Linked DNA regions of Mus musculus: all the other regions are linked to region 6. A link is a contact called in public Hi-C, HiChIP or PLAC-seq, Micro-C and promoter capture Hi-C data. All regions are on one chromosome and are shown on one strand. Each heading gives the region's core, a stretch centred on a gene start, on an enhancer-like site or on the middle of the called end of the contact. The rest is flanking DNA. Distances are from core to core; before and after follow the strand shown.

Region 1 (2,958 bases), core at 55-2,554, 760 kb before region 6:
GTTGGCTGTTATTAGTGACCTATGGCAGAGTGAGTCCATAGGAGGAGGTGTGCAGGTCACATATGCACACTCTGTCTGGAGCCTGCAAAGGTTAATAAGTGTTCCTGGAGCCAATCTTGCTGTGGATACTAAGGGACAACTGTACACTATAATAATATATATAATATACAACATATAATATGTAATGTGCAATATGTAATATATCATATATAATATGCAATGTGCAATATGTAATATGTAACATGTAATATATAATATATGTGTATGATGCATGATGTATAATATATAATATAATGTAATATAACATATAATATAATATATAATGTGCAATATATAATATAATAATATACAGTTTTAAATTCTCCGCGAGCAGTCTCTGTTCCTTTCTAGCATGTTCTTCTGCAGAACAGTCTTTACTTCCTCAGTGAATTGCCATGAGGGTTCCACTCTTTCTATTTCCTTGACACTACAGCCAAATGTCAGGTTTTACAACCTAACTCTCTGGTCCTTCTTCAGTGGACATCTTGACCCCTTTGCATCATCTGACCATCCTGTCACCTCTCATCTTGGAACAATTCTCTGAGTCTCATGCTGATATTGCCAGTTCTTCTAGACCTTTTGGCTAGATCCTTTTCCTCTCTCTGGTTATTTGTTAGGGACAGACAGGAATCATGTCTGTATTTCTTTCAATTTGTAATGTCTTCCTAACTGATCTTACCCATTCCTGCAGCTTCAGTTGACAGCCATTAGCACCCAGAACTATGTCACTAGGTCAAACAACTCTTCTGCAAGTATCAGTTCTACAACCTGCATCATTTGCAGGGATCTAAAGCCATATCTGATCTCTGTATCGAGCTTCTCCTAAACATCCCATATCTTCACTGATGGGCTAGCACTTTGCCCATCATCTGAGACAAGATTTTTCGGATCCACCAGACTCACCCTCTTAATTCCAATGCACAACCAAGTCCTGTTTTCAAATCATTTTTCCAACCTGTCTCTTTCTTGTCAGTCTTGTGATGACCACCTTCCAAAACTTCCCCTGCCTCCTAATTTAACATCCTCCTACCCCGTAGTGGCCAGGCGCTCCTCCTTACATTGCAGTTCTTTCTCCATGCCCTTTCTCACGCTCCTTTGTGTACTCACCCGCATCCTCGGCCTGGAGTTTTAAGTCTTCTTTTACTCTCAGAGTGTTGGCTGGATTTCCAGTCACTTTTCAAGGTTAAACTCTGTGGAGACTTAGTAAACCTCCCAGCCCCCATGAAATGGATGTGTCATCCCTCTTCTCTCCCTACATCACACACAGACATCCGTCATGCCACTGCAAACACTTTGTGGTGCCTAAAAATAGTCCCACTATATTCTAGGCTTCCTTTGCTCCATTTTCGCTTCCTTGATTTTGAGAACTGGGACTTACTAGTCTTTCTGCTCTCTGCGCAAGTGCAGTGTGAAGCTCGCTGTTGACAGTCTCAGAAGCTTGCAGGACAAGCAAAGGGAGCCTTTATGCTGTCAAAGGGACAAAAGACACCATCACGAAAGGCACTCCCTTTTGTCTGGGAGCAGTCATACAGCACATTAAACATTTACTGCCTCAACATTCCACTTTACCTCAAAATCTGGTTTTGCCTTTAAATGACAATCTTACCTGTAACTGTGATGGAATATTAAATATTTATTGAATAATACTTTCTATACAGGCAGAAGCATAGACTTTCAGGATTGCCTAGAGATTTGATGCATAACCTAGACCTTCCACTCACCAGTCACTGCAGGGCCTCTGTAAAATTGCATGTGCTGCTGACTTTGTTTCCCATACTACATTTACAAACCTGAGCCCTGAACCATCTGTGTGCTCCTGCTGCCTAACAATGCTGTGAGAAAATCCCGGGAGTCATGCTACCTTACAGTGATCTGTGTTTTGCATAGGATTCCAGTCTGAGCCACATCCACACGGGTATCCTACCGAAGCTGTTACCCAGCACTTCTGACTTTGCCTTACTTAATATCTTGCTTCCCAAATTCACTTAGCATCTGAATCTGACCTTGACTTACAATCACCTTTAGATCTTTATCAGAGTTAGTTCCTGGAGTAAATTGTCTAGCTATACATCTCCAGTGTCTGAAACAGGCTTCTCTTTCTTCACTTGATTGTCAACTCTTAGAATTCCAACACTCATCTTCTCTACACTCTGACTTGGGGTATAATATCTCATGAACGGCTTAATCAACTCCCTAAATATTATTTCTCCTCCAATTGCTAAGTACTCAGAATAGATACATTTTAACAGTTTTCCCACTAACGTACTGATGCAATTATAGGTATGCTGTATCCCCCATATATGTACACAAACAGAACACATTAAATATATTGTATAGGCTGAAGAGATGTCTCAGCACCTAAGAGAACTGGCTGCTATCACAGTGGACTTGGTTTTAACTCTTAGCATCTACATGGTCACTCATAACTGTTCTAGTTATGGGGATCCAGGGAGTCCAACACCTACTTCTGGCCTCTACAAAACACAAAATTCACACATAGTGCACATATATTCATGCAGGCAAATATATAAGATGAAAACAAATAAATTTTTAAATGTATTTATTAGTGCATTCACTAAAACAAATAAGTATATTTACAGAATGTTCTAATTATGGTTTATTGCTATGAAGAGACACCATGATCATGGCAACATTTATAAAGGAAAATATTTAATTGGGGCTTGCTTACAGTTCAGAGGTTTAGTCCATTATCATCATGGTAGGAAGCATGGTGGTGTATAGGCAGTGTAATGGCTAAAGAGATAGCTGAGAGTTCTACATCTTGATCCAAAGACAGCAAGAAGTATCAGTTACACATTGTCCAGGCTTGAGCTTCTGAGAGAGACCTCAAAGCCCACCTCCTAATGCACACCTCCTCCTTCAAGGCCATACTTACTCTATCAAGGCCACACCTACTCC
Region 2 (3,011 bases), core at 316-2,815, 730 kb before region 6:
AGGCCTTCCTTAACTCAGTGCCTCTTTGTAAACAAGCTGATTTAATTCTTCTTGCATTTATCGTTTTTAATTTATTACTTGAACTTTCTGGTTGTGAGTCTACTGATAGATGAGCCAGGGATGCTGGATTATTAATGTTTTCTGAATGTATTCCAGTTTGCTCTTAATTGAAATTTCTAAGTGGCAAGATGGTTGGTTATTGGATTTTTATACTACCTCCCCTCAGGGTTTGTTGCAAGGCTATTAAATGACTTACACATATACTGTCTACATCAAATGCTAATTTTCTTTTTTCTTTAGTAGATATACAAATGACAGCATATAGGAACCGTAATTGGATAGTTAATAAAGTTAGAAAGATTAACTTCAGAAGCATTTTAAAACAGCACCAACCAATTTAGCAAATAAGTAAAAAAAAAAGCAAAACAACAACAACAACAAAAAAACCTATTCTATCAATTGTTCAGAATCATTAATAAGGATAAAACAAGACTGGTTAGGGCTCAATGAAATGTCCATTCATGCTTTGCTAACAAATGCTAATCTTTGACTCATGTGTTTTGGGTATTATTTGACATAACTTGGACATATCTTCATAAACTTTCTTGATGTTGATCATTAGGTTATTTATATTTTGCTCACATTCATAACTAATTCTATAATTGATAAGCTTTTGTTAATTTTTCTTTGCTTTTTTGTATTTCTATGAGTCATAAAAGTACAGTTACTACATCAAAAGCTGGAACACTTTTAAAGTTCTCAATAAAAATAATGCCCAATTTGTATTGAGTAATTCTCTTTTACTAATTATTACTTTGAATGCTTTATATATAATTTATTTAATCTTTTTCCCAAACTCAAAATGGATCATATTTTAACTCCATAAGTAAGCTGCGGGGAAATTTTTTATGCATTTGCAGCCAAGATTTTTTTCTAGAAGAATTTGAGTACAGTAAGCCTTTGCTCATAGATGTTAAGATTATGTGTCTTTTAATGCCTTCCCAGTGAACTATTACAATAATAACACCAAAGCAGCGAGCACAGCCAGAGCCATAATTATGGTCACTAAATGCCATTTGTCACAGAAAGGACTCAGGGGTCATGGGGTGGATGATTAGTTCCACTGTGGTGCAGAAAACACAACAGATGACTGCGTTATTCTGCCTCATAAAGCAGGGAAACTACCAGAGACTAGCAGTTCATGTCAAAAGGCATCTGCTGATCTAATAGGTCCGTTAGCTGACGGTGAAAAAACATAAGCATCAAACCATTAATGAAGACAGGTGATTGCAATACACGGATGTATAAAAAACTGTTCCTCCTGTTCACTTACAATAGGGCACACACTGTTGTAACAAACACACGAGTTGATACCAGTGAAGACAAATGGCTGGCACACTGTAGCCTCTGAAAATAAGCACCTGTGAGAAAAGAATTAAACATTTATGTGTTTCTCTTTATGAAACAATGTATCCGGGTAAGCAAATGCCTTAAAGGGAAAGTTTTTATTGAAACACAGCCACCGGTTTGTGTGCGTATACTCTGTTGCTTTTGTGCTGTAGGACAGAGCTTGCAGCAGACTTTGACCAGCAAAGCCTAAACTGTTTGAAGATCTCTTTTTACAGAAAGTGGTTGCTGATCCTTGAACTAGGTGGACAAAATTAAATGAGCTAAAAAGGAAATGATGCCACAGAATGTGGACATGAAGCAGGTAGTCTCCTTTTTTAACAAGTTAGTCTATGGCTAAGCAATGGTCTCTAAAGCATCTATTCAAAGTGGCAGGTAATCTGAATTTTTTTCCTCTTTGTGAATTTCCTTTTTTTTTTCTTTTTTTTTTAATTAGATATATTTTTTTAAAGTTTTGTGTAAGGTTTTATTGCTATACCCATACAAAATTCCATTTATGATGCAACATGATCAGTCCAATTTCAGAATTACTAAAACAGTTACCAAATGTAACACTGAGACTATTTCGAAGTAGCGGAAGGCTTTGTATGAACACACTGAAAAGATACATATGCGATAATCAGGCAAGTCAGATTATGGTCTGGTTATATTAGATGATATTGAGAACTCTTTAGGATATTTCTTAATAGCATTATGGATAAATAGAGCTGTACTTTGAGACACATGGTGGACTGATAATTAGCATTCACATTTAGTATAACTCCTAAAAGCCAGTGGAGAAGGTCACAGAATCAGTAATCAAATGCCAAACTCTTAGGCCACCAAGGCCTACACTTTTCCCTAAGTGTGACAGGCTTTGAGGTAGCTTGCTTTTTTTTTTTTTTGAAAATTCCTTCATCCCTTGGAGTCCACGTCAGTGTAAGCAAAGTAGTTGTCTCGCTTCACTGAATCCAGCTGTCAGTTGCAGAGCAGCAGTCCAGCATGAGTCCACGTCATCCTGGTTTCATACCTGATCCTATTCAGTAAGGAGATGCGCGTTGTCAGTTTAATCGCTGCCCTGAGCCTCCTGTTCCTCAGATGGGGTCTCAGTTGTTCCTGAGGTGCTTGTGAAAGGACAGTGTTAGGCAAATGATGACGTTTGTAGCTGCAGTGAGTCACATATCTTGGGAGGTATCATGAGAGAATTAAGTGCAGGATTTTTGTAGTAAGATACACCTCAGCTTGGATATTATGATTTCTAGTTGTGTTACCATGAACAAGTAAGTTATTATTATCCTTAACATTTAACTTCTTTGTTTGTATATACTGGACACAATACCTATTTCAGATACTTCCATGATAGTTAAGTAAATTGAAATCAGTGAAGATATTTGTGGGGCTGAGATGGTAGCTCAGTTGGAAAAGTATCTATCTTGGACCTGAATTGGATCCCAAAAATCCATGTAACAAAAAGTCAGGTGTAGCAGTACACATGTGTAATTCAGACTCAAGGGAGGTAAAGACAGACAGACAAACTGACAAAGGAGCATGTGCGCGCGCGCACACACACACACACACACCTGTATGTACTCATAAGTTATTTTCTCTTTCACTCAAGGAAGCAC
Region 3 (3,056 bases), core at 277-2,776, 660 kb after region 6:
GGAGGGAGGGAGGGAGGAAGGAAGGAAGGAAGGAAGGAAGGAAGGAAGGAAGGAAGGAAGGAAGGAAGAGAGGGAGGGAGGAAGGAAGGAAGGAATTGATCTCAGCAATGGAAAGGCAGAGACAGGAGAAGCTCAGTGAATTCCAGGACAGCCTGGTCTACATAGTGAGTTCTAGGACAGCCAGGGCTACACAGACCCTGTCTCAAAAAGAAATAAATAAAATAAACAAATAAACAAACAAAGGAAAACCTTTCCTTTCCTTCTAGATGTTTTTTCCCGACCATAAAATGGCTTGACTTCATCTTTTGTTTGTGTGTCTGTTGTTTTCCTGACTGTGAGTACCAGCCACAAGAGAAAGGAGAGTTCCCTCAGCTGATATTGCATGGAGAGACTTCTCTCAATAAACTCCTTTCAAGAGATCAGTCTTAAAATGCCAGTCCTTGAAAGATTCCTGGACTGCTGGTTTGCTGAGGAGAAAATTCCCACTTATGTCCTGCTTGCCCTCTCCACTCAAGACATTCCAGTCGGTCTTCTCTTTCATCGTCCTGCACACACACCAAGAAGGCCTTTGGGGTTCAATCAGAAAAGGGGAGCAAGAGAGAGCATCCAGGCTGCAGAGAAGTCTTGACTGATTCCTCCGGTGTACTAACTGCTAACAGTGTTTAGTATGCAGGCAGTGTGCTCTCACTATAGACGGACTATGCCTGGAATATCACAGCACCCCACGGAGGAGGTGCTGCACACATCCCCATTTTATAAGCCATGGCACAGAATGTCAGCCCAAGCAGGACATGCCGTAAGACAGCTGCCCAGGGCTGACATTTCCTTTGCCTTTTGTTGTTGTTGTTGTTGTTTGTTTTTTGTTTTGTTTTTTTTCAAATAAGGTCTTATGTATTCTAGGCTGGCCTAGAGCTCATTATAGCCACTGACGATCCTTAGTTTTTGATTCCCCTGCACCTACTTCCCCAGCCCCAGTATTGACATTCTAGAGTTGTACAGCCAGGTCAAACGCTAATCCTACCAGTACTAGACACTGAGCAGGCTAGAGATCCAGTGACTCAGTTTCCCTCTTTACACATTAGAGGTGGCATTAGGACCTAGAGTTTATGTGAAGACTATGATGAGACTCAAAGTGCTGAGGAGAATTTCAGGTACATCATCAATTTCATCCTATGATCTCATTCGCTCAGCTGATTCAGGGTTAGACTACAGTCCTAGCTACTAATGTCTCTGGCTCCTCCCTGGATGTGTCGGAAGTAAGATTCTAGGAAGCCCAGGGTGATGTGAATATCTACCCCGCTGCTCACACCGGTCTGGGGTTTCTCTCACATGCAGAGTGGGCTGTAGCTCACACACCCTCTGATACATCTGTGAGTCATGAAGAACAAATGGACAGATACAAACTGTAGGTCCCAAACTGTCATGTCTCTACGGATGCCCAGGTTTTGTAACACAAAACACTGCTCTGAGAGGCCGTTCTGAGAGGCTTTGATGGAGCTCTCGGACCTGGAGTCCTGCCAGGGTGTGCTGGAGGCAGCCTCTCTCTCAGCCTGGCCTTTTGGGCACCGCTCTTTTCCTTAAACAAGTCAATGAGCCCTTTCTTCAGCCCAGCCTTGTATCAGCAAGGCATGACTTGGGTTTGGCTTACCACCTCCATCCACTCAGTGAGATTGCTGGATTCCAGTCACCAGTGAGGCTTGCTCCTGCCCCACTGTTTGGTGCAATCATCCTGGTTTGCAAAGAGATTTCCCAGATTGATGCTAGAGCCACAAACTCCAAGGTCCACACTCCGAATTAAGCAGTAATCCTCCCCCAAGCATAGGAAAGTAGGCTCAGAATGTAAAATCACGTGACTGTTTAGTCAAGAAACACAAAGAACCACAATTCCTATGTATAGACAAAAAAATTATTTTGTTTTGTTTTGTTTTGTTTTGATTTTTGTTTTGAGACAGGGTCTTGCTATGTAACCCTACTGATCTAAAATTCACATGTAGCCCAGTCAGACCTTGAACATACGGCAATCTGCCTTCTTTTCAGCCTTATGAGTGCTGTAATTATAGGCATATGCTATTATGCCCTGCAAAAGATACCAATTTAAAATTTTTATTTGTTATTCATTACTACTACTACATGTGTACATGTATGTGCATGCATGCACATATGTGTACACATGCTCTAGATCAGAGGACAACTTTTGGGAGTAGCTTCTTTCCTTTTACTATTGAGTCTAGAGTGTGTGTGTGTGTGTGTGTGTGTGTATGTGTGTGTGTGTGTGTGTGTGTTAAAGTAAAACAAAACAAAACTTGGGAGACACTTTTACTTAAAATTCTAGGGACTCGGTCTGGAAAACAAATACACAGATGGAACATTTTACTTATGAAATCAAAACGAGAAACATAACCAAGAGACACTAAGAAAACAGGCACGCACACTCGAGTGAATACAGGAGGTCAGAAAGTTACCATTTCCTCTCCACTCTGCTTTTAGTTTCTTCACTAAGACCAAAAATCAAATTATGCACCAAGTTTAACAAGCTCTGTACAAGATACAGAGAATTCAGGCAGGGAGGAAGAATAAAGGCTTAGCCTCACAAATGGATGGTTCAAAATTTCCAGCACATGTTACCTCTAGATTGTAATCGACAGCGATACACATCCTTTGGGGAGGGTTTTGAGACAAGAGGCCCCCTGGCTTCGTGTTTCTTCCTCTTTCATTTGAAGCACCATGGAACCAAGAAGGAAGACATTGTGCTTTTTGTCCTGTTATGATGAGTATTTAAGAGGTCTGAGTTTATCCTTGAGTTTGAGTCCTCAAGGTTTTAAAATCTTTCTTGGCAGAGAAGTCCCTCATCTGTCCAAGATAGGGAGCATCCATACTCGAATTTTTAGAGCAGACCTGGCTTCAAAAGTTCCATCACTTTGGCCAGTGTAACAGTCTGGTTTGGTAATCCCTGAGGGTAAGCCAGGCCTGAACTCCAGGTGTGCTGATCTCTTCGTGACCTCAGAAAGAGATTCTTCCTCTGTATCAGGATCCTTTTCAACAGCTATATGTACTAA
Region 4 (3,107 bases), core at 320-2,819, 900 kb after region 6:
ACAGGAGGCCATTCAGTCATCTTCCCCCACTCCCACCCCCACCCAGGGCTTCTCTGGCCCACGTTATTATCATTACATTTGTTGCTGGCTGGCTTTAGGTATACCAGAAGGAACCATCAGATAGATGTTGGTAGAGCTGGAGGCCTCTAAAACAAATTCCCTCCTTTACCTAGTCTGTGGTGACTGAGAAAGGGCACCTGCTTTAGCCCTTTTAGCCCAGCAGGCTGAAAAAGCCCACAGGAGGGCAGTGACTTTTGTCTCATGATCTGCCTGTCCCAGGGAGAAGATAAAAATCTCTAGTTTGCTTTAAGCCCCGTTATCACTCCCTCCGGCTCCAACAGCTGCCGTGAACCCGCACAAACGGGCGAGGGGGCGGGGCAATAGGGCGCCAACGAGGAGCCAAGAGCTCTCAGACTAGGAGGCTACAGCCTCAGCCGGGCTGCTGCACCCACAAGCTGGCTTCCCTAAGAAGCTCAGCTTGCCCTCAATCCCTGGAGCGGTGGAGGGGGCAGGGACAGGAACTCGATGTTTGACCGGGTCAGGAATCCCACCTGCAAGCATGCTTTCCTCACCCCATCCCCTCAAGCGGTTTCTTGGTAGGGCGTCGGCGAAGACTGTGGTCCCGCGGGTGGGGGAAGTGGAGTCCACCTTGGAAATAGCTCGAACATTGTATTTTAAACTTCAACTACATCAAACTCAAACTCGATTCTGCCACCGAGCGTCGGGTCTGGGGCTCCCTGCCACGCCACTAGCTCTTTGGTACCGGCTTCCCTTAGTCCCCACTCCAACCGCCCAGAAGGACGGGAGGGACGCGCAGAGGCGGGCCCTGCTGCTAGTGCCTGTGCTGCAGATGGGAGGACGAGCCAGCGCCTGCCGCCTTGGGCGTGGGCGGTGAGTGCGAGCAGGTGTCTGTTCCGTGACAGGGCTCCCGCCGCCACCATCTCGCCCTGGTTCTCCCCAGTCCTCCGGCTTAGAGTGACAAAACCCGGCAAATGCTCAGAAATGCCGCTCAGTGGTTCATCCATCCCTTGCTTCCACGCAAGACCCACGAGAACCACGCTGCCAAAGAACGTCTGGTGGCTCGGAGCCGCGCTCGCAGCCTCCGCCTCCGCCTCCTGCTCGGGGTCCCGCCCACTCCCTGGCGGGCCCAGACGCTGTGGGCGCGAAGGGGACTGGGCGGAGCGGGCTTCCCTTCCCACCCCCCACGTGGGGCCGGCTCTCCGCAAAGCCTAGTCGCCGCCACCGCGCCTCCCAGCTATGCCCCGCCGCCGGCGCCGCCCCCGGGCATGGGCGGAGGACTGAAGGCTAGGGTTGGGCGAGGGGCGTCACGGAGTCAGGTGGTCCCCGGAGTTCCCCGGGGCTGGACCGAGGGAACACGGTGCCTCGGGTTGTGTACACGCTCCACTGACAGAGCCTCTTGCAGCCGGGCAGCCGCTGATCACGCGTGGCTCTGCCAGCTCATTGGCTGAGGCCTCACACACCTTTGCCGCTGATTGGTCGACACTAGGCCCCGCCCTCTACCCCGCCCGCGGCGCGGGGCAGGCAGAGCGGCTACCTGCACGGGGAGGGGGGCAGACAGCGCGGAGCGCGGTGGCGTCGACGTCTAGTGTCTCAGTGCTCCCGTCTGTGGCTAACTAAGCAGCCAGCAGCCAGGCAGCTCGCGACCTGCGGCCAGGCAGCCAACCATGCTCAACTTCGGCGCTTCTCTCCAGCAAGCTTCGGTAAGTTACCTGAGGATGCTGGTCCTTTCCTGCCGGTCAGTGTAGGGGAGCCAGCCGGAGCGCGAAGCATGAGCCCCTAAATAAGCCACGCCTGAGAACCCAGGCTGCAGCGGGGTCTTGCAAGGGATTTCCTCCCTGCAGGCTGGAATATCATCGAGGGCATGTGCAAAAAAAAAAAAAAAAAAAAAAAAAAAAAAAAAGGGTCGGAAGAAGCCTGGGACCTGGACCAGGGGAGAGCGATCCTGGGTATCCAGGAGACAAGGAGGACTCTCAGGGAGACCCCAGGAGACGAGTGAGCTGGAGGGGCTGTCTCCCTGGAAGCGCGGTTTAGATGGAGGGGGCGCCCTGCACCTGGCTCTGGCGGGAGATGCCCCTGTCTGCACCAGGAATGCGACCCGGGGTGACAAGGACTACTCACGGTCTGCCTAGCCGAGAGGAGGGCGCCTGCTCTTCGGGGGAGGGGGAAACCCTGCCAGGTGGAGACCGCGGGGCTGGGCTAGCCCGGGGCTGGGGGAGGGGATGGCCGGCTTCGCGCGGGGTATGGAAGGCACGCGGACTCTGCGGCCGCCAGGGGAGCCGCGGCGCCCCCGCAGACGTCGGGAGGGGACTCCCCATCCGAGGCGGAGGCAGGTGGCTGCCTATAGATTACTCTTGGCAGGGGGCAGGGTCCTGCCTTGGAGCCCGACAGCTTGGCGGGGGAGTCGGGACCGCGAGACGCGGGGGCCGCGTGTCGAGGCGGGAACCGTGGGGCCGCGCGCCTGGAGCCCGTGCTGTGGGCGCCGCACGTCTGGGAGCCTGCAGAGACTGCTTGCGGGGGCTCAGGCTGCCGGAAACAGCAGTCGGACGAATGCTGCAGATGCGGGTAGGCTGAGGTCCCGCGGGCCGAGTGGGCGGAGTGCCCCAGGCTCCGGCCGCTCCCCGGAGGCGGCGAGCAGGAGGAGGGCGGCGGTCGGGCTTCCGCGGGGACCCGGCCCCACCTCCCGCAGCCGAGGCGGAGGCCAGGGATGGGCGGCGAACGGGTGCACCCGGGGAGCTTCTCGTCCCCGAGTGACCCAGCCCCGGCCTCCGCCAGGGGCGGGAACGAGGCCCGGCCCTGCTGTCGGTTCCTAAGGGAACCGCGGCTCGGAGGAGGTGGAAGGGGCGGGCGACTCGGGAGCCGACACCGCCCAGCCCTCGCGCCGCCCGGCGCGCACTGGCGAGCGGTTGGCGGCGGCGCCCGCGGCCCCTCCCCGGCCGAGCGGGGGCGGGGGCCCGTGCTCAGGAAGTAGGGGAAAGGTGACGGCGCGGCAATTCCCAGTTCACGTTTCCTGCGCCGCCCGGAGCAGTCGCTGATCACGCTTTGTTCACATGCCTCGCCCCCTCCTCCTCGCGCCCCCACCCTGCCCG
Region 5 (2,899 bases), core at 197-2,696, 920 kb after region 6:
AGGAACTGTGTATCCTTTTCTAAAACTTAAATTTAGTTCAACAGGAAAATGCAGTGGGGTTCTGGTCTGCTTTGGGGGCTGGAGGTGCAGCCTGGCTGTGACCTTTGCTGCACTGCCTCACAGGCCACTCTTGGTTCTGATTGTGGTGAAGGTTGACTTCCAGGAGCATTTGAGGCTGCTTTTCTGACTCAAAGCAGCATTGCACTGCCCCCCTGTGGCTGGACAGGGTCATGACTCCAGGAGAGTCAATGGGTTGTGAACAGATGTGATTCCCCGGGGCCCCCAACTGCCAGAGTGGGACATTCTGGTTGTAAACCACCGCCTTAGCTGTCGCAGTGGCATGGATGTGACTGATCTAAGTCACAGGAACTTCTGGAATGGATGTCTTCATTCTGAAACCCCTAACAACGCTGCTCACCTGAAGTTTCTCATGAGCAGATGAGTGACAGGCCTTAAAGACAGCAAGAAAGGACAAGTGTGCACAGCTCCTGCGATGTGGTACCCAGGGGCTCTCATAAAGAAAAGCCTGGCCCGGCCCTAAGAAGCCGGAGGCCTAATGCTTTGGTGTTAAGTCTGTGGGTTACATAGTTACATAGTTAAAAGCTAGCCTGAACCATGTGTTGAGATGCCCAGGCTGCTGAGCAGGTAAAATCGTGACCGCATCCCCATATATTTTGTGTGAGTGTGTATGTGCACATTGATGTGTGTGCAGGTGCTTAAATGTGTGTTTTAGGAGAGCATTATGCAAGTATAGCTTGCATGTGTGTGTGTGCGCACATGCGAAAGCCAGAGGTCAACCTTGAGCATGTGTTAGTTCTTTTGTTTGTTTATTTATTTTTTTGAGACAAGGATCTCTTTACAGCCCTGGCCTCAACAATTAGGCTAGACTGGCTGGCCAGCAAGCCTCCGGAACTTAGCTGTCTCCGTCTCCCTAGCCCTGAGATTATAAGCACATGCCATCACATTTGGCTTTTTAAAAAAATAAATTTCTCTCTCTCTCTCTCTCTCTCTCTCTCTCTCTCTCTCTCTCTCCCTTATCTATTTATGAGGTCATGCATGCCTTGGTGCTTGGGTGGAGGTCAGAGAACAACTTGTGGAAGTCAGCTCTCTCCTCCCACTATGTGGTCTCCAGGGATCAGACTCAGGTCTTCAGGCTTGGTGGCAAGCACCTTTATAAACTGAGCCATCTTGGCGGCCTCACGTTCTTATGCTTGCAAAGCAGGCGCTCTACCGACTGAGCTATCCTCTACATTTTAAGAAAGGTTTATCGTGGTTACAAGCACAAGCTTTGGACTCTGGGTTTCAAGCCCTAATTGCACTACTTATTCGGGTGTGGCTTTGCAGGGGTAGTGTGGAGAATGAGGGTGAAGCAGAGGGGGCAGGGGCTCCTAACACAAGTGAGGACCACAGGAGGTGAGAACCACAGGAAGTGTGGGGGAGGATGCAGACAGCAGCAGATCCTCAGCTACTCCGTCCTACCCTCAACTGCTCCTTCTGGCCTCGGTATGTGTCTAACTCTCCTGGCTCCGATTTTTGCCTTTAAGGACAAATGGCAGAATTCCCTGGAAGACAAAGGCTCCACACTCGGGAGTGACTCAAGTCCTAAGCCCCTGGCCAAAAGCTGGGGCTTCCTCCATGCTGGAGTGAAGAGGTGTTGATGGTTTTTGGTTTTCTTTTCTTTTCTTTTTTTCTGAGTTTCCATTTTGTGGGGCATTGTTCCACTTTGTCTGCAGGCCTTTTTCAGCAACTGTGTAACAAATGCTCTTTAAAGACAGCCAGCAGTGGCGGCACCCAGACTGCCCTGCAGGGCTGGGCCAGTGTGCAGACACCCTGGGTGGTCGTTGCAGCTGTAACTACCGGGTCAACAGCCACTGAGGAAGAAAACCGGGTGGAAACTTGACCTTGGCCCCCAGCTACTCCACTAGTCTGGTTTTGCTGCTTTAGTGCTTAACCTGCCCAGGGGCTACATCTGGGATTAGAGTCTGCAGGCAGGGTTTTGGGTCAGGGCTCAGCCCTGAACTCCCAGGGGAAGAACGTTTCATTCCTGGTTCATTCTCCACTGCTTTGAAGGTTGAAAGCAAACTACTACCCCGCTTCTGAATCCAGCCTGGGTTTCCTCTTAGCTCATCCTGAACAAACTGTTTGACTGCCTGGAGGAAACGCCATGTTGTTTTTTCTCAAAGATGAAGTGGACACTACACTAATATTTACTCAGACAACTTTGTTTAAAGGATGGCTCAATGTGCATTTGAGTTGTATTGCAGAGCCAGGTGCTCAATAAACGTTAACTACAAGAGAAGGTGTGGCTGTACTCACCTGTGTTCACACTGGGCGGGGCACGGAGAACAGCAAGCAGTCTCAAGTCCGATGCTGACCCAAGCTATAGCAGATTCTAAGCTACTATGTGAGTACTTGTCTCAAAAAACATAAACAAACAAACACACATAAATTAATGTTAGCTTATGTTATCTCTTAAAATATTATATTTAATGGGGCTAGAGAAATGGCTCAGCGGGTTAAGAACACATACTACTGATCCTGTGGGGCTCTTGGGCATCCGGGATTCCAGTCCCAGGAGATAAGACCTTCTTCCAACAGACATGCAGACAAAACATTCATACACACAAAATAAAAATAAATCGAAGTATATAGTAAGTAAAACCATCAACATCATCACCACTGTGGTGTGTGTGTGTGTGTGTGTGTATGTATGTGTGTGTGCGTGTGTGTGTGTGTGCGTGTGGTGTGTGTGTGCACGTGTGTGGTGTGTGCGCGTGTGGTGTGTGTGTGTGCGTGTATGTGTGTGTGCATGTGGTGTGTGTGTGCGTGTGTGTGTGTGTGTGTGCATGTTGTTAGGTTTGCACAGTTAGGTGCCAAGTGCCTTTGCGTGCTGAGCCAT
Region 6 (3,160 bases), core at 639-3,138:
TATATTAAGAAGTGTAAATTTATATATCTGAATATAAATCGTAATGATCAGAATCTTAGCACATACTAGTATATAGATTAAAGTTGAGCAAAGTTAGAGTATGCTCAAAAAGCTTTTTTAAAAACTATTTTTATTATTCCATAGTTTAAACTGATTAAATTTCTTAACTTTTTATTCCTATCCTATGACCATGAATAAGCCAAATTCCCTAGTAAATATTCAAACCTAAAAATTAGTATTGAAGCAATTCCTAATTGTTCTTTTATTATTTTGTGAGAACTTGTATCTTTTAAAGATATATATCTATTTGATATGTTTGTTACCATAGGTTATGTAAAATCTGCTTCACTAAAATGTGAGAAGATGTACATCTAGACAAGGTGTGTTTTCATTTGTAAAAAAAAAAAATACTGAATTCAACAACCTGTTTTCAAAATAAGTGGTGAAGGTCAGTAAGCTATTTCTTTTCAAGGAGGAAGTCAACGCTTTTAGTTGTGTGTTTCTATAGCGATTATGGGAAAGTGTATTCGGTGACATGCAAGAGAACTGCCCTCCCTCTCTTTAGGCATATACAGGTTAATTTTTATAGTGAGTAACGACTTGGACAAACATTAAAGGGTTACAGATCTTTACAGATCCAGACAATGACTTTCCAGAAGCAACCGAGATATAAAAAATCATAAAACATTTAAAAGCAAACCTGTAGAAACAATCTCAGCTACAGTGCTACACTGACAAGGAATCCCAAAGTAAAGGAAAACTCATTCTGGACAGTTCCCTGGTGCTGAAGTTACACCGCCTCTAAACCGATGCTTGGGTGCTACTTTCACGCCTCCCACCCTCGCCAAAACCCCGCTGGCTGGACTGTGAGCAAACATAGTAGAACTTCACAAGCAGGGAGCAACCCAAACTGCCACGATGGTAGGAAGTGGAGTCTCCTCGGGATCCTACAGATTTACTAGTTGCAAACAGGAAGAACAGCAGCAGAGTGCAGGGTGTTAGCACCCGCCGAGGGGGAGGGGCTGGAAGATGGCGGCGGCCGCACACCCACCCGAGACGAGACGAGACCGCGCTTAGGCCCCCTCGCCCGCCCCGCAGCCTTCCTGTCCGCTGCGACCGTGGGCAGCGCAGCTCCTCCCGGGGCTGGGGACGGAGCCGGCCCTCGCAGGCGCGGGACGAGCGACCCCGGTGGCACCGGCACCCCGGGCCTGGGCGCTTCACCCGGGTCCGGCCCGGGAGCACCTGTGCACGGCCATATTGGATTCCTTGCCCCAGTCACTGCCTCCGCGCGGGGGCGGCGGGAAAGGAAATGGGACGCGAGGAGCCAGGGTTCAGCCTCATCCCGGGAGCCGAAGTGGCCCGCGGGGAAAGCCGGAGGGCGCCGGGGAAACCGCCGCCTCCCCGAGCTCGCCACCGTCACCTCAGCCGGCCTCGGCGCCCTCCCTCCGCGACACACACCCCCGCGGCTGACAACTAGAAAGCGACCCTGGCGGCCGCGGGCCGCAGCCCTCGTGGCCCCCGCGCCACCGGCGGGGAGGAAAGGCGGCGATCCCCGGCGCGCGGGCGGTCGCGGGGAAGCGGCCGAGGGGGGCGGAGGGCAGGGAGGGAGGCGGGAAGATGGAGCCGGGTCCTTACTTGAGCACGGACTGCTCCTTCTCCTCTTCTTTCTTCTGACGATCCATGACAGCCAGGATGATTTTCCTCTCCTCTTCCGTGAGGTGGCTGAGGTCCGGCATCTCGGGCTGCGGAGGAGGTTGAGAGGCCGCCGGGGTGGGAGCCGGGCGGCCCCGGGGCCCGAGCGGAGCCGACATGTTTGGCGGAGCCGAACCACCCTAGGGAAGCAGGGAGGCAACTCCGCTGGCAGCCGCGGCTCGGGCGCGGGCGGCTGGGGCAGCCTCCGGGGCTGGGACAAATGCATACAAATCAATGGCCTTCAATCCGAGGCGACAGCCCCCCTCCCCCAGGAAAGAAGGCAGGGGGAGGGGAGGGCCGAGGGGGGAGGGCTGAGGAGTGCGCTCGGGGAAATGTTTCTTCTTCCCGGGGGCGAAGGGCTGCCAAGTGAGCGGTTCGCGGGAGCGAGGAGCTGGAGGCCCCGACGCCGAGTGCGCGGAGCGGCGGGGGAGGGCGGTGGAGTAAGGTGGCGGGGACGGCTGAGGGTGGGGTGACTGGAGGGAGGCGGCCGCGGGCCGGGGCGCGAGTGTCCGGCGCGGCGGCGGAGCGGAGCGGGAAGCGCTGCCCGCGAGCCCGACCCCTGGGGAGTCCCGGGAACTCGCCCCGAGCGCCCGGAGGCGGCGAGAGCGGCCGTCCCGCCGGCTGGCGCGTCACCGGGCTCCGGGGCTCCGCGAGGGAGGACCCCTCCGGGAACCACGAGGCGCGGGCTGCGGCAGGGGACCCCAGCCCCCACCCCGGCCCCAGACGGCCGATCTTCCGGCCCGCGGCCCGCGGCTGCCAACGCCCGGACCCAAGTGAGCTCGCGCGCGCCGCGGGGCCGGCCGCCCGCCGCGCCTCATCACGCGCCCGCCCGGGGTCCCGCCGCCGCCGCCCCCAGTGTCCGCGGAGTCGGCGCGGCGGGCCCGCTAGGTGCACTCGCCCGCGCCGCCTCTGCCTCGCCGACTCTTCCCGCCGGGCCCGTGTCCCCTGCGAACCGCCCAGGCCCGGACTCGGCCGACGCTCGCCCCGGACCCTGCTAACGGCTGGGGCGGGGCGGGGAGCTGTGAGGAGCAGGGCGGCGAGGGAGCGGGCGCCCCGGGGTGCGGGGCTGTGGGCGGTGGGGGCGGGAGGATCTCAGGTGGCTGGCGCCGAGCCTGAGGGACCGGGCGCCCCCCGAGCTGTCCCGGGCGGGGTACTGGACCCTGGACGAGGGAAGATCGGAGCAGGTGGGTGTCCCTGCGGTGTCAGCGGCCCGGGACTCGCAGCGGGGAAGAGCCTGAGGGAGTGGAAAGGACCTGGGCGGGAGTGCGGAAGTTCTGGAAAACTGGGTTGTCGGTACCCGCTGCACGGAGAGGTACAGAAGACAGGATGCTGGGGCGGTTTGCCCGAGGCGATTGGAAGGTGTAAGAGGGAAAGGGTCAGATCACGTCCCCGGAGGAATCGGGCCGTTCAGCCCCTTTCTGCCGGTCACTCTAATCTAGAGAAGAGTCGTTATTGGAGCGTTAGCCTG
Region 7 (2,957 bases), core at 289-2,788, 750 kb before region 6:
GCTTAGAAAACAAAAGATTGATTATTTGACAGTCGAAGAGGCCACTCAGTAGATGAACAAGTGTTTGTGGAGGAGTGCAGGCGAAAGGGTCCTGGGGGTGGGGGGCACCATGTGTCTCCTCTTGGGACAGAGTTCCTTGAATGGTACTGAAAGTGATGGGGTGGGAGACGAATGCAGTACAGTCTACTTTTTCATTGTGTTTGTGGCCTGACACAAATTCAATGAACAGAAAAAGCTCTGGGAAAAAACAAAAAACAAAACAAACAAACAAACAAAAACAGCGATCAGAGTGTAGTGTCATAAAACAAGGAATCATATCTGCTGATTGCAGAATCAGGAACAACAAAATTGCTGTGTTCTCAAAAAAGAATAGAAAAAAAAAATCCCGGTTCAGGACTTTTGTTTATTGCCATCTTGTAAAAGATTTCTTAAGCATTAACTTTTCTCTTCTGACATATAATTTCAGGGGGTCACTAAAGGGTCAAATAAGCAAGAGATACAGGAAAACTCTAATGTACCTCCCCAGGCATATACTAAAATTTAATGTAACTGATGGGTACTAAGCATTTTGCTTGAGTTTCCTGCTAGTGTGAAAGTGCTTGACTTTGGGATGGGGGAAACAAAGTCCGTAGATTTACTTGATAACTCCTTTGGGATAATTTAACCTCTTTGAGTCTCATTAGCTTATCTAAAACGTGGATAATATTCATCTCACAAGATTGTCGGGAAACAAAGATAGCCTGTGTCAACAGTACAGCATAGGGCACTGCTGATCTTCAGCGAATAGTGGACAGTGCCTGTAAATGGCAAGGACAGCAGGCAAAACAGTGCAGACGACACTTTAAAAAGGTGGAAGTGCCAGTGTGTCACTACAGACAGAAGCTCTATGGGTACTTAAGGGAAAGAAGTGTCATACTTGTTAGGAGCTGAGAAGAGGCTTAGGGCGGGGGGGGGCGGGGGGGGGTCAGGGATATCCCTCTTTCCACGTCCCAGGTCCACTCCACCCCACCCGAGTGTCAAAAGGGTCTCCTGCGTCTTCCCTGCCAGATTAGAAGCACAGACCCTGTAGCCCGGCCGGATGTATCCCCAGATCCTTTGGCTGAGATTCTACATCAGGTTATCCACAGGGACCTACGACCCATTCACTCTTTCAGAGCCAAATTCAAGCGGAGCCGGCAAGGTCGGGGGTCTTAGCAACGGACTTCTAAGTTCCCACCCCTCTTCCCTCCACGCGTAGCTCATCAGCCTAGAGGATCTCCGGGGAGGGCACAACACCAAGGCCGGGGACTGCGGCGGAGCTCGGTCAGAGCACATCCCCGCCGTCCCGCTCCCCCCTCCTTACTCCCCACTCCAGCCCTCGAGCCCCTGGAACCCAGCGGCCGGCGTTCGCGTGCTCGCACATCGATTGGCACTGCCTCGCTACTCCGGCTCCAGGCGCGGCGAAATCCGCCCGAGCTCGGCCGAGTCCAGGGAAGCGCGGGGCGGGAACCAAGACAGGCGGGCCAGGGGATTGCCGAGTGCACGGATGAGCGCCGGTGCCGGCTCGCGCTCAGTCTGGCGGGTGGCGGCGCCGGCTGGTTGTGCGGCGCGAGGCCGGAGCCCCGCAGTTGCCGGCCCTGTCGCCTGCGGCTGGCGCGCGCGCTGCGCGTCCCTGCCCCCGGGAAGGCCGGCCCGCTAGGGGCTCGCGCGACCGACGCAGGGCCGGCGGGAGGGAGCGCGCGCGGGCGGCCCCGCCCCTCCCCCTCCGCCGCCGCGGAGCGCGCAGGGAGCAGCCAGGGGCTCGGCGGCGGCGGCGTCTGGCCCCAGCTCCTCCTCCTCCATCTCCTCGCTCCCTCCATCTGCCGTGGGTATGGCCCGTCGCTGGAGCACAAAAGAGTCTCAGCGGCGGGGGTCGGCGTGGCTCTTGCTTTTCCTCGCTGGGGTGTACGGTAAGTGTCCACCTCCCTGCGCCCCTCTGACCGAACAAAGCTGGGGCGACCCCGGGGGCCCCCCGGGCCTCCAGGACGGGCTGTGCTTGGGCGACCCGGGGAGACCTGGGTTGCCGACGGGACAAAGACCCACGCGGGATGGTGCGGGGAGGGTTGTCTGCCCGCGGGGATGCTGGGGTCCTCTGGCCGCCGCCGATCCTTCGGAGCGATGGAGGCGGGCCGGTCCGAGCCAGGGGTCCCTGCGGAGCGACGGCGTGCGGGAAAACTCCCCAGCCCGGCGCGAGGCCCCCGGCGGCTCGCTCCTCTAGCGCTCGCTGCCGGCTGTACAGTCCTCGCGCACAAAGATGTGACCGTGAGACTACGAAGGGGAGGTCGCCTCCGGGACGGTCCTGTCCCAGATCCTTCCCGAGGCAGGAAGTTCTCTTCTCAGTGAAATTGCTGTCGTGCCCATCTCTCTTAGTCCCCATTCCCTCCAAAAGCACCCCGATTGCTTCCTTCCCACCCCTCCACCTCTGCGCCTGGGGCTCTGTGGGTCTCGGGCGTGTAGGATCTCGTTCCCCAGTAGCTGCACTGGAGAGAAGGCCAGAAAATAGTTTCCAGCCCCACCTCAGTCTTTCTCTATTGGGACGTACAAGTCTGCCTTGACTCCCAGTTCACTTATCATTTCATCTGTGCCCTCTGATGCTGTTGTGACTCTTGCCTCATTCCGGTCTGCGATCTGGTTAGGGACACTACTTTACGGATTGCAGTCTGATTGTGTGTCACGACCGTGCTTTGTATGAACTAGAACTAAAGGAAATTAAGAGGACTGCTCACCACTGAGACCTCAGCTTGGGCTCTGACTTCACCATTCTTAGTTCTCATGAGTTAACTCCTTGAATGGATATTGCAGAGAACACAATTAACATTTCCATTTTGGAGTAATGGTTTGATTTCTCCAGAAAAACAAACAGAAGCTACGGGGGGGGGGGCGGGTATTTTTACTTATAAAAAGTCCACTTCATTTGCCACAAATACTAATTCAGTAGT

The links. Promoter capture Hi-C pulls out the DNA fragments that hold promoters and counts their contacts. Hi-C and Micro-C count contacts between places; a contact is called where the count stands out from the background. HiChIP or PLAC-seq counts read pairs in DNA pulled down with a chosen protein or histone mark.
Region 1: a promoter capture Hi-C map of hippocampal neurons shows a contact between it and region 6, with 3 times the contacts expected there. The contact joins the promoter of AU022793 here to the promoter of Rims2 in region 6. A contact is called at or near these places in 1 of 39 promoter capture datasets (hippocampal neurons) and 1 of 115 datasets of contacts at active chromatin or transcription factors (bone marrow-derived macrophages).
Region 2: a contact with region 6 is called in a Hi-C map of the N1E-115 cell line, with 2.4 times the contacts expected there. The contact joins the enhancer-like site here to the promoter of Rims2 in region 6. A contact is called at or near these places in 1 of 39 promoter capture datasets (hippocampal neurons), 1 of 484 Hi-C or Micro-C datasets (the N1E-115 cell line) and 1 of 115 datasets of contacts at active chromatin or transcription factors (kidney).
Region 3: an H3K4me3 HiChIP or PLAC-seq map of stem cell-derived neural progenitor cells shows a contact between it and region 6, with 19 read pairs. The contact joins the enhancer-like site here to the promoter of Rims2 in region 6. A contact is called at or near these places in 2 of 39 promoter capture datasets (cranial neural crest and pre-B cells), 4 of 115 datasets of contacts at active chromatin or transcription factors (embryonic stem cells and stem cell-derived neural progenitor cells) and 1 of 9 other capture datasets (embryonic stem cells).
Region 4: a contact with region 6 is called in a Micro-C map of embryonic stem cells, with 9 times the contacts expected there. The contact joins the promoter of Klf10 here to the promoter of Rims2 in region 6. A contact is called at or near these places in 3 of 484 Hi-C or Micro-C datasets (cerebellum and embryonic stem cells) and 7 of 115 datasets of contacts at active chromatin or transcription factors (bone marrow-derived macrophages, embryonic stem cells, epiblast stem cells and 3 more).
Region 5: an H3K4me3 HiChIP or PLAC-seq map of embryonic stem cells shows a contact between it and region 6, with 3 times the contacts expected there. The contact joins the enhancer-like site here to the promoter of Rims2 in region 6. A contact is called at or near these places in 3 of 39 promoter capture datasets (the HPC-7 cell line, hippocampal neurons and second pharyngeal arch cranial neural crest), 2 of 484 Hi-C or Micro-C datasets (cerebellum and embryonic stem cells), 4 of 115 datasets of contacts at active chromatin or transcription factors (embryonic stem cells, large pre-B cells, neural tube and 1 more) and 1 of 9 other capture datasets (embryonic stem cells).
Region 7: a contact with region 6 is called in a Micro-C map of embryonic stem cells, with 9 times the contacts expected there. The contact joins the promoter of Lrp12 here to the promoter of Rims2 in region 6. A contact is called at or near these places in 1 of 39 promoter capture datasets (hippocampal neurons), 2 of 484 Hi-C or Micro-C datasets (both in embryonic stem cells) and 1 of 115 datasets of contacts at active chromatin or transcription factors (microglia).

Annotation. Positions count from the first base shown.
Region 1 is chr15:39,960,995-39,963,952 of GRCm38.p6, reverse strand. It overlaps AU022793 (expressed sequence AU022793), which reads right to left and starts at 1,304. Exons shown (of 3, transcript NR_045719.1): 1 at 1,147-1,304.
Region 2 is chr15:39,924,160-39,927,170 of GRCm38.p6, reverse strand. The region is part of intron 1 of Lrp12 (low density lipoprotein-related protein 12); the gene reads left to right. Among named protein-coding and RNA genes, the nearest start is that of Lrp12, 18 kb to the left of the region's middle. Within about 2 kb of position 1,565, at least 17 of the 459 cell types and tissues checked have an H3K27ac peak or open chromatin away from gene starts, as enhancers often do. A contact at or near this core is called in the N1E-115 cell line, where this site is marked.
Region 3 is chr15:38,537,066-38,540,121 of GRCm38.p6, reverse strand. No RefSeq gene overlaps it. Among named protein-coding and RNA genes, the nearest start is that of Azin1, 19 kb to the right of the region's middle. Within about 2 kb of position 1,526, at least 32 of the 459 cell types and tissues checked have an H3K27ac peak or open chromatin away from gene starts, as enhancers often do. A contact at or near this core is called in stem cell-derived neural progenitor cells, where this site is marked.
Region 4 is chr15:38,299,173-38,302,279 of GRCm38.p6, reverse strand. Klf10 (Kruppel-like factor 10) reads left to right here and starts at 1,569. Exons shown (of 4, transcript NM_013692.3): 1 at 1,569-1,721. The coding sequence starts at 1,686. The region is part of intron 1 of Gm35248 (a long non-coding RNA gene); the gene reads right to left.
Region 5 is chr15:38,281,363-38,284,261 of GRCm38.p6, reverse strand. No RefSeq gene overlaps it. Among named protein-coding and RNA genes, the nearest start is that of Gm35248, 16 kb to the left of the region's middle. Within about 2 kb of position 1,446, at least 79 of the 459 cell types and tissues checked have an H3K27ac peak or open chromatin away from gene starts, as enhancers often do. A contact at or near this core is called in the HPC-7 cell line and embryonic stem cells, where this site is marked.
Region 6 is chr15:39,197,014-39,200,173 of GRCm38.p6, reverse strand. Rims2 (regulating synaptic membrane exocytosis 2) reads right to left here and starts at 1,888. Exons shown (of 27, transcript NM_053271.2): 1 at 1,636-1,888. The coding sequence starts at 1,811.
Region 7 is chr15:39,942,575-39,945,531 of GRCm38.p6, reverse strand. Lrp12 (low density lipoprotein-related protein 12) reads left to right here and starts at 1,538. Exons shown (of 7, transcript NM_172814.4): 1 at 1,538-1,928. The coding sequence starts at 1,850.